Linked DNA regions of Sus scrofa: region 2 is linked to region 1. The links are chromatin contacts, called in public Hi-C maps. All regions are on one chromosome and are shown on one strand. The core of a region is the stretch at or near the end of the contact, and the rest is flanking DNA. Distances in the headings are between cores, read along the strand shown. Region 1 overlaps PRPF40B (pre-mRNA-processing factor 40 homolog B). Region 2 holds the start of FMNL3 (formin-like protein 3).

Region 1 (4,415 bases), core at 959-3,458:
GCTGGAGAGGAGAGGGACCACCCAGAGGGCCTGATGCTGGAGTCCAAAGCAATGGGGAGCGGGGCTCTGGGAGGGGATTCCAGGCAGTGATGGGGGCTGGGCCCAATCAAGGGCGTCGTCCTCAGACTGTAGACGGGGGGTCTTGGGGCAGGAACCAACCCCTGACAGGTTAGTGGTGACCTCTTTCCCCTTCAAATGCACAACCCTAGACCCCATCCCAGCGGAACAAGTGGCAACAGCAGGAGCTAATTGCGGAACTGCGGCGGCGCCAGGCCAAGGAGCACCGGCCCGTTTACGAGGGGAAGGATGGTACCATTGAGGACATCATCACAGGTGGGGCCTGCCCTCCCTGGTGCCTGGCCACTGGGCCCAGCTCCCCACCCCCACGGGGCCTGACCACTGTCTCTCTCCTGGGCCACAGTGCTGAAGAGTGTCCCTTTCACGGCCCGTACTGCCAAGCGGGGCTCACGCTTCTTCTGCGATGCAGCCCACCATGATGAGTCAAACTGTTAACCCCCGAGGCTGGGGCTCTTGACAGGTACCGGGCACTCTCTCTGCATGCCCACCTTGCGGGGGCCCAAAGGCACCTCCTCTCCTGCATGACTTGGACTCATCCTCTGGCAGCCTGGTGGTGATGGGGACACGTCCTTCTTCCCTTGTATGCCCCATGCTCTGAGAAGCATGGCTTACCCCCTGCATGCACCCTCAGGGAAGTGAGCTCTCTCCCACTAATGCTGTCCTGGCTTCTACTAAGACCCAGGGGAAGGGAGCTGCCAGAACAGGCAGGACCAGGCCACCTCTGACAGCCGAGGCTGAGATGCCCTGGGCCCGGGCTTCTACCCAGGGGCATCAGATGACTCTTGTCCTCTGTTTTCTGATATCCAGTCTTCCGGCCTCCAGTACCCTCCTCTGTTCCTCTGAACATGCCGAGCCCACGCCAGAAATCTCCCTGACCATGCCCTCCAGCCTCTCTTTAGTCTTCTCCCTCATTGGCCTCATGGCCAGCTCCTCGCTGACCCTACCTGTGGGGCTGGGCCTACAGAGGTTGGGCCTGGCCCTGCCTCCCTGCCTGTTCACAGCCTTCTGTCCTTCCCACAGGCCTCCACCACCAGCCCCTTGTCGTCTGCCACCAAGCCAGGAGTGCTGCACCACCCACTGGCCCGCCTCGGGCTCCAGGCCCTCACTGAGACCCTCTTGGAGGCAGAAGCACTTCAGCTCTGAGTCCTGCAGGTCCAACCAGTGGACCTGAAGCCCTGGAATGGCCAAGGGCCCAGCAGAAAGCTCTGCTGCTCTCCTCCCAGTGTCTACCAGCTCTCAAAGCTGCATCTTGCCGCCACTGTGGGCACTAGGTCTTTTGGGGCCTAGCGCCTCTCTGGTGCCTCCAGTACTGCACTTTGCTCCCAAGGTCTTCATTTCCTCAAGCATCAGCTCAGTGCTGGAAAACACTTCCAGCTTTAGGCTATGCAGGGGCACCTAGGCCCTCCATCACTTGAGCCAGAGGAACAAGAGGGAAAGCAATTACTCCTTTTACCTTTTCCTTGTTGCAGCCCAGTGGTCAGCTGTGAGCTAGAAGTGTCCAAGCTTAGGGAGCCCTGGGACCCTGCTAATCTCAGACCATCTTCTTCCAGGAGCAGGGTTCTCCTAAGCCTAGGCCTATACGGCTATGCCCTAGTGATAAGGGGAGAGGAGAGGCCACGCTCCCTGCCCTTGGCCCTTTGCATCCTAGGCTGACCCTGTCCTTGCCGAGGTGGGCATGAGGTAGTTTTCTCTGCCCCAACCTCAAGACAGAGAAGGGGTGTGCCAACAGCACCCTCGCCTCCTTGCCTTGGCTAGTTTTTTGGGGCAGGGGGCAGGGTCATGGTGGTCTTAGCTGACTATTTTCTCAGTCTCCTGCCAGCTTCTTCTCAGCCCCTAGAAGGAAATACAGGGGCCTACTCCTTTTTGTACATGTACCATTTCCCTTCTCTCTTGTACATAAACCCCAGACCTTCTTTCTCTCAACAAAGGCTTGAAACACCAGGCCTGACTCTGTCTCCTCTTTCTGAGTGGCGGGGGGCTAAGGTGGCCATTTAGCCGGACAGGAGCCCAGGGACAGAAAGGAGGCTGGGCAGAGCTGCCATCTGCATCGGGGAGGTGAGCAGAAGCCTGGGGAGGGAGAACTTGGCTAGGTGGGCTCCAACCACACAAAGGGAGGCAGGCCTGCCGTGAGCCAGTAGTGCCCTCTGCTGGCTGTGTGTGCACCTGTCCAGTCCCCAGCCTGTCCCAGTAGCACACAGTGCAGACAAAAGAGCCACTCGTCACTTTATAAATACTGTTATTTAAAAAACAAAAGCAAAACAGAACACACATACACTAGGCCCTGGGGCTGGAGGAAGGAGTGGTGGAAGCCCAAGGGCCTGGGCAGGCAGGAGCAGGCACTGACGCTAGCGGGTAGGGACCCCGCCCTCTGCCACCCAGGCTGTGTCCACCGGCCTGTCACTCTTCCTAGAGGCCCCTCCTCACATTTTATCTACTGGCACCACCCTCCCCACACGGCATCCACCACCAATCTCTGATCTGGGGCTGAGGGCAAGGACTGCACTAGTTGTCCGGGAAGTGGGGGACCTTGAACACCACGAGCAACCTGGGGAGGTGCTGGCTGCGGTGTGTTGGGGTTGGGGTTACTTGAGGAAAACTGGACACAGACCCGACTAAGGAAGAAGTCTGGAGTGGACGGTGAGGGTGACCTAGGCCACAACCTCACACTGACGGGGCAGGGGGGCTCGTTGGGTCACTGGTGGTCATCTAGTTGCTGCAGGAGTGTCCGCCGCCGTCTTTCCAGCTCTCCCTCGCTCAGCTCACTTTCCGACGTGTCCCAGCCCGTCTGGTGGAGCAAAGGCACAGCTCACCCATGGCCTCCCCTGAGGGCTGCGGAGGCCTGGGCAGAGCGCTGACTGGGCTGGGGTCGGACGCCTGCCTCTCACCTTCTCCTTCTTGATTCCAAAGCCTGGGGAGCGGTTAGGGAGCTCTGCCCGCCGGAGGTCCCTGTCCTTGTCCTGTTCTGGTTCTTTCTCATCACTCTCCTTGCCAGCTTTCTCCTCAGGGTCTGTCTCGCTCTCGGGACTGTTCTGTAAGAGCCCAGAGCCCGCCTCGTCAGTTCCCGTGAAGGACAGGCCGGGAGGCGGGCGAAGACGTCTCCTAACACAGCAGGGCCGTGAACGGACGCTCCTTCGCTACGCACCGACTTGTGTCTTCTCTTCTTGGTTTTCTTTTTTGGTTTCTTGGCTTTGCGAAGACCATGATCTGGAGACAGAAAAATCCCCACTAAGTCCCACGGGAGAAGGAGGCCTCGTCCTGTTCTCTGCTCCTTCTTCGCAGCCAGGGACCTGTCTGAGGACGTCTCAGTCCAGCTCGCCTTCCTGCTCCTGGTCTCCTGCCCGGGCAGGGATGGGACGTTCTCACTCTGACAGGTGCAGCCCAGCCCTCCCAACCCACTCTACCCTCGGTGGCAGGGGAGCGGGGGAGCTCCCCCAAAGGCCTCCTCTCCAGCTCCCGATTCCTTACCTGATCCAAGGAGAAGGCGTGAGGATGGGGAACCCCGTCCTCCAAGGGCAGCACCCCCACTTTCAACAGAATCAAGTGAGGAAGAGGGCTCGGAGCCCGACTCTGAGGGGTTCCGCCGCCTCCGCCTGGGGGGCCGGAGAGATGGTGGGGGCAGCTCCTCCTCTTCTGACTCGGAGCCCTGGGGAGAGCAGCAGATGTGGGTTGGCACAGAGGTTCTCTGGGCTCCAGAAGCCCTCAGGGCTGGGAACTGGGGATGGAGAAGGAGGCTCCAGGGCCAAAGGAATCCTCAGATCCCCCTCCGGGGAAGGTGATGTAGGGGAGAAGCAAGGAAAGGGGTTCTCATTTCCCCAGACAGTCCAGCCTCACCTCCCATCCTTTCTACCCGCCAACTCACTGAAGGCGAGTGCGAACGCTTGCGATGGTGCTTCTTGCTCTTTCTGCCGTGTTTTCGGCCTTTGGTGTGGAGGTGCTGGCATTCAGTCTGGTGAAGGCAGACGGAGGAGTGAAGAAGGCACCAGTTTAGCCACAGGAGGGACCCTACATCCTAAAATCTAGTCTGGCCCCATCCTCGAACGCTCAGCTCTTGGGCTTCTGCCAGGCACCCTAAGACCTCCCCTTCCCTGGCTGTTCCAGAAAGGGGAACCCAAAGGGTGGAGGTCACCAGGATTTCCCTTAAGCTGGCCTTGGGTGTTGAAGAGCTGGGGCAGGTGCAGAGAACTCAAAGCTCTGGCTCACCTCCAGTACCTGCAGGAACTCCCGGAAGAGCCGGATCCTCTCCGACTCCAGGGTGATCTGCTCAAAGGCTGAGTCGCACACAAAGCGCTCACGGACCTTGAACAGGAGAGCACTGCTGATCAGACCGGCCCCAGCAC
Region 2 (4,415 bases), core at 680-3,179, 54 kb before region 1:
AACCCACACAGCAGGAACTCCTCTGACCTCATCTTTTACTACCCTTCCCTTTGCTCATTGCACTCCAGCCACATTGGTCTCCTTCCTGCTTCTCAAATACATTAGACATACTATGCAGCTGCCATTCCCTCTGTCTAGATCACTCGTCCCCCACATAGTCACATGGCTTATTTCCTCACTGTTTCAGCTCTTTATCCAAATGTTATTTTATCAGTGAGGTCTGCTCTGATCATCCTGTTTAAAATTTTAACCCCCTTCCACCTCTCTCCTTTCCATTTTATTTTTACTAACATTGATCACTGACATCTGTACATTTTACTTAGTTTATTGTCTACCTCTTCTTCTACCCATAATGCAAATTCCAGGAGAGCAAGATGTATGTCTTTTTTGTTCACAGATGTATCGTCAATGCGTAAAACAGTATTTGACATATAATGAGCTTTTTAGTAAATATTTGTTGAATAAATGAATGCAAAGTCAAGGTGATAACTTCAGGCATAATTGGATTCAGGTTCTTGGTATGGTGTTGTTCTGTTTTCCTTTTGACCACACTTGCAGCATGTGGAAGTTCCTGGGCCAGGGACTGAACCTGCACCATAACAATGACCCCAGTCACTGCAGTGACAGTGCCAGATCCTTAATCCACTGCATCACAAGGGAACTCCTTAGCATTTGCTTTCCTCTGCATTGGCTTCATTCTCAAGCAAGCTTGAAGTGTTATGGGTGATGGTATGGGAAGAGATTGCCTCTTTTTTTTTTTTAAGTCTTTTTAGGGCCACACCTGAGGCACATCGAGGTTCCCAGGCTAGAGATTGAATCAGAGCTACAGCTGCTGGCCTAAACAACAGCCACAGCAACGCCAGATCTGAACCACCTCTTCAACCTATACCACAGCTCAAGGCAACACCAGATCCTTAATCTACAGGGCAAGTCCAAGGATCGAACCTGCGTCCTCATGGATGCTAGCCAGATTTGTTTCCACTGAGTCACGATGGGAACTCCAAGAGAATGTCTCTTTCTTGATTATTCCAGTGAAAGCCTTAGAAATGAGTTTTATATTCTGGCTTAAGTCAACTGTCAATTCCTAAAACAGTCTCCAAAGGTAGAGGAAGAAAATGCTTTGATTCGCCAGGCCTGGGTCATGGGACCTCCTGGAATGGAGGTGAAGTTCAGCTCTACATGGACTGAGGACAGGCGAACGTAGTTCCCTAAAAGGAGACGGGATGTTATCGCTTGAGGAAGAGGTATGCAGGGTGGCAGAAACAACAGAAGGCCATCACATCATAAATGACGACCCTCCCAATAGACCTAGCCCAGAGCAGCATCCTTCTCCTGCCTCACCATTTTCACATTCAAGCAGATCAACGTTTGAACGTCGGTAAGGTCCTCTCCTAAATCCTTTTCACCTGTCTCAGGCAGTTAAGGTAGTCCCCATTCCTAAATGCCCGATTCAAATTCTCCCTCTTACCGTGACTCTAACAGGTGTGGTCTCTCTCCCACTTCTGAGTATCCTAGACGTTTCTACTTCTCTTGCAGTTATCTGTTCACTCGGTGCCCTGTATCTTATTTATTTGTATATATTATGAGCTATTATGGTAAAGGGCCGTTTCCCAGGGACCAACCCAACACCTCACGCCCTCAGCAACTGCGATGATTAGATACGCACCAGGGCCGCCAGGGCGCGCCAAGCGCCAGGCGCGAGGCCACCGCGGTGCTGGAGGCACTGTGATTGGCAGTTGAGGCCGTCAATCGGACTCAGGAGGGGGCGGGGCGAGGCGGGCTGCCCGGGAGGCCCGTGGGCGAGAGGCGGGGCCTGCATGAATGGGGCGCGCGGCTGCAGTCGGCGCTCGGGGGGAAGCCGGAGTCCCGGCCGGGAGTGGGTGGGAGGAAGCGAAGTAGGGGGGGAAGGGAAAGAGCGCGGGGGGCGGGGAGGGGCAGCGCCGGGGCGGCGCGCTGAGAGCGGCGAGGCGGCGGGTTTTAGCTGGAGCCGGTCGCTTCGGTGCCGCTGTCCGCTCCGGGTCTTGCCGGACCCTAAGGAGCCCCTCAGCCCCCGACCCGGCCGAGGAGTCGGGACTAGGGTAGCCGGCCCTGAGGGAGGAGCCGAGTCCGACAGGCCCAGCCCAAGACCCCCGGGCTTGGAGGTGGGGGGCTGAGGCCCCCGAGGGGGCCCCGCAGCGATGGGCAACCTGGAGAGCACCGAGGGGAGCCCGGGCGAGCCGCCCTCTGTCTCGCTGCTGCCGCCGACCGGCAAGATGCCGATGCCTGAGCCCTGTGAGCTGGAGGAGAGGTTCGCCTTGGTGCTGGTAAGAGCCGAGCCTAGTCCCTTCCCCCTCCTACCGCCCCCCCCCCCCCAGGTCCCAGCGCCTCAGGTGGGACTTTGCCCGAGTCCCTTGGTCCGGTCCACCTCTTCAGTCAGGGCCTTGGACAGACCTCGGCCCCCAGCGCCTTCCCGGGAACCTCTGAGCAGCCCCATCAGGGACCTCCCGACCGACCGCCTCAACCGCTGGACGCTTAAGAGGAGGGGTCCCCAGCCCGGGACCGCCCCGGGACCCAGACTTCTTCCTCGCCCCTCCCCCTTCTGCCGCCCTTCTCGCTCCCCCCCCCCCCCGCCCCACTTCCCTGACAGTCTCCCCAGGTCCTTAGAATTCTCACTCCTAAGCCTCTGGCTGGTGCGGGGGGAATTCAGAAGCGCAGGGCCGGCCCACTCCTCAGCCTAAGTCTGCGTTCTCTGACTGGGGAGACCACCTCTGATGTTAACATGGAGACTTTCCAGGGAGTGGGTCCTACTCCCAGCCGGGACCAGATGTTTGGGGGAGAGGGGGGTGGGTAGGGAATGGAGGGGAGCTGGCAGCTCTTGAAGAGGGTGGAATAAAGAGTGCTGCCATTCCTCTTATTTTCAGAACGGCCTGCAGGCATCCTGCAAAGTTACAGTGGGTTTGCCTAAAAGGCCTGAACATGTGGATAAGCCATTTCACTAGTGTATTTTTCCAATTGAAACAATACACGAACCATCCTGCCTCCCCCGCCTCCCCACTTTTTATGTTAAGCCCTAGCGACTGGGTTTGGTTTTTGGGGCTGTACTTTTTTTAGTCTTTCTGTAGGTTCCTAAGTGATCTGTATGGATGAGTTTTTAGAGCTGACTTTGGGATTCTTTGGTGTGGGAATTGGACATTGATGTCAGTGGCTCTGTGGACAGAGAGGATCTGAGCTGGTATCACTGAGATGGAGCCAGAGAATCTGTTGGAGCTAAAAATGAAGTTTTGGAGAAAGAAAGTGAACTAGGAGATGGAACATTTACTAACAGAGGTAAATCTTAGAGAAACTTGGGGAAAGGGTTTCCAGTTCCTCAAAGAACTCTCTAAGAGGCAGTGTTAGTACTGCAGTAATTGTTACTATGGCCTGAAGGGCCGACTTTGCCTTTGCCTGTAAGGAGGAATAAGTTGTGGACTTAGCAGCCTTATTGGATTTCATCTGCTTTGGAATGATTAGATCTGTTGGCATCAGTGAAGCTGTCTAGGGATCCTGGCCTACTCTGATGGTGCAGAGTCTGACACCAGCCCACTGGCACCATAGCCAGATCAGGGGGGGTACATGGGTTCCGAGGGGAAGCTGGTACCTCTCTGCCCATCAGCTCTCTGAAGGGCCAAAGGGATCTGGGCCACACATCCTGTGGCCCTCTGCATTTCCCCCAGCCTCCTCAGAGGGATGGGGTGAGTCAGTGATTACTAATATGCCGTGGCCATCTCAGAGGCTGAGGAGGAGAGCCTTGGACTTGGTGCCTTTGAGAACAAGAGCTCAACTGTTGGGGAAAGAGTAGGAGGGATTTTGCACTCCAGTGGGGGTGTAAAAACCTCCATGGAGTGGCATGAGGTAGCTACAGAGAATGGAGAGAAAGGGATGGTCAGAGATAGAGTGGATGGGGGCTGCCAGGCTGTTTGTCGCAAGAGCTCAGAAGCATAGTCGATCATGTCCTTATTGGAGTTTAACTGACAAGTCTGTTTAGTTGGCAGATTAATGGCTTAATATTCACAAAATGTACACGATACCCTGATTACTAGCCAGAGCGCCCAGGTCAAGCCTGGGACCAGACCACCCACTTGCAAGCCTGCCTTTCTGTATAAAGTTTTGATTTGTTTCCTCGTGGCTTTTGTTTTGGTCCTATTTCTCGGTGCCTGAGCTGTGGATGATAGGGGGCTGAAACAGGCCAGGCCAGGACGAGTTAGCTGTTTTAGGAGAGGAGGGGATTTTACCCCAGTTTTCCAACACGGAGAAAAATCATGCTTTCTTGGGGATTTGAATCCTTTCTGGGGGCTCCTAAAGATTCCTCTTTCCTCTGTTCATGAAACATGTCCTTTCCACTCTCCTTTGGGAACAGTACTGTTTCTTGGATGTTTGACCCTGGAACAGGCTCAGGT

Evidence for each region. Hi-C and Micro-C count contacts between places; a contact is called where the count stands out from the background.
Region 2: a contact with region 1 is called in a Hi-C map of alveolar macrophages, with 4 times the contacts expected there. The contact joins the promoter of FMNL3 here to the enhancer-like site in region 1. A contact is called at or near these places in 1 of 5 promoter capture datasets (liver), 25 of 47 Hi-C or Micro-C datasets (adipose tissue, alveolar macrophages, blood and 13 more) and 2 of 2 datasets of contacts at active chromatin or transcription factors (alveolar macrophages and skeletal muscle).

The regions. Positions count from the first base shown.
Region 1 is chr5:15,590,269-15,594,683 of Sscrofa11.1, reverse strand. It overlaps PRPF40B (pre-mRNA-processing factor 40 homolog B), which reads right to left. Exons shown (of 25, transcript XM_021091619.1): 21 at 4,279-4,374; 22 at 3,938-4,024; 23 at 3,544-3,721; 24 at 2,964-3,282; 25 at 1,544-2,863. The coding sequence ends at 2,833. FMNL3 (formin-like protein 3) reads left to right here. Exons shown (of 25, transcript XM_021091615.1): 24 at 210-333; 25 at 1,099-2,019. The coding sequence ends at 1,187. Among named protein-coding and RNA genes, the nearest start is that of FAM186B, 22 kb to the right of the region's middle. Within about 2 kb of position 2,208, at least 24 of the 83 cell types and tissues checked have an H3K27ac peak or open chromatin away from gene starts, as enhancers often do. A contact at or near this core is called in adipose tissue, alveolar macrophages, fetal liver and 2 more, where this site is marked.
Region 2 is chr5:15,643,563-15,647,977 of Sscrofa11.1, reverse strand. FMNL3 (formin-like protein 3) reads left to right here and starts at 1,929. Exons shown (of 25, transcript XM_021091615.1): 1 at 1,929-2,303. The coding sequence starts at 2,178.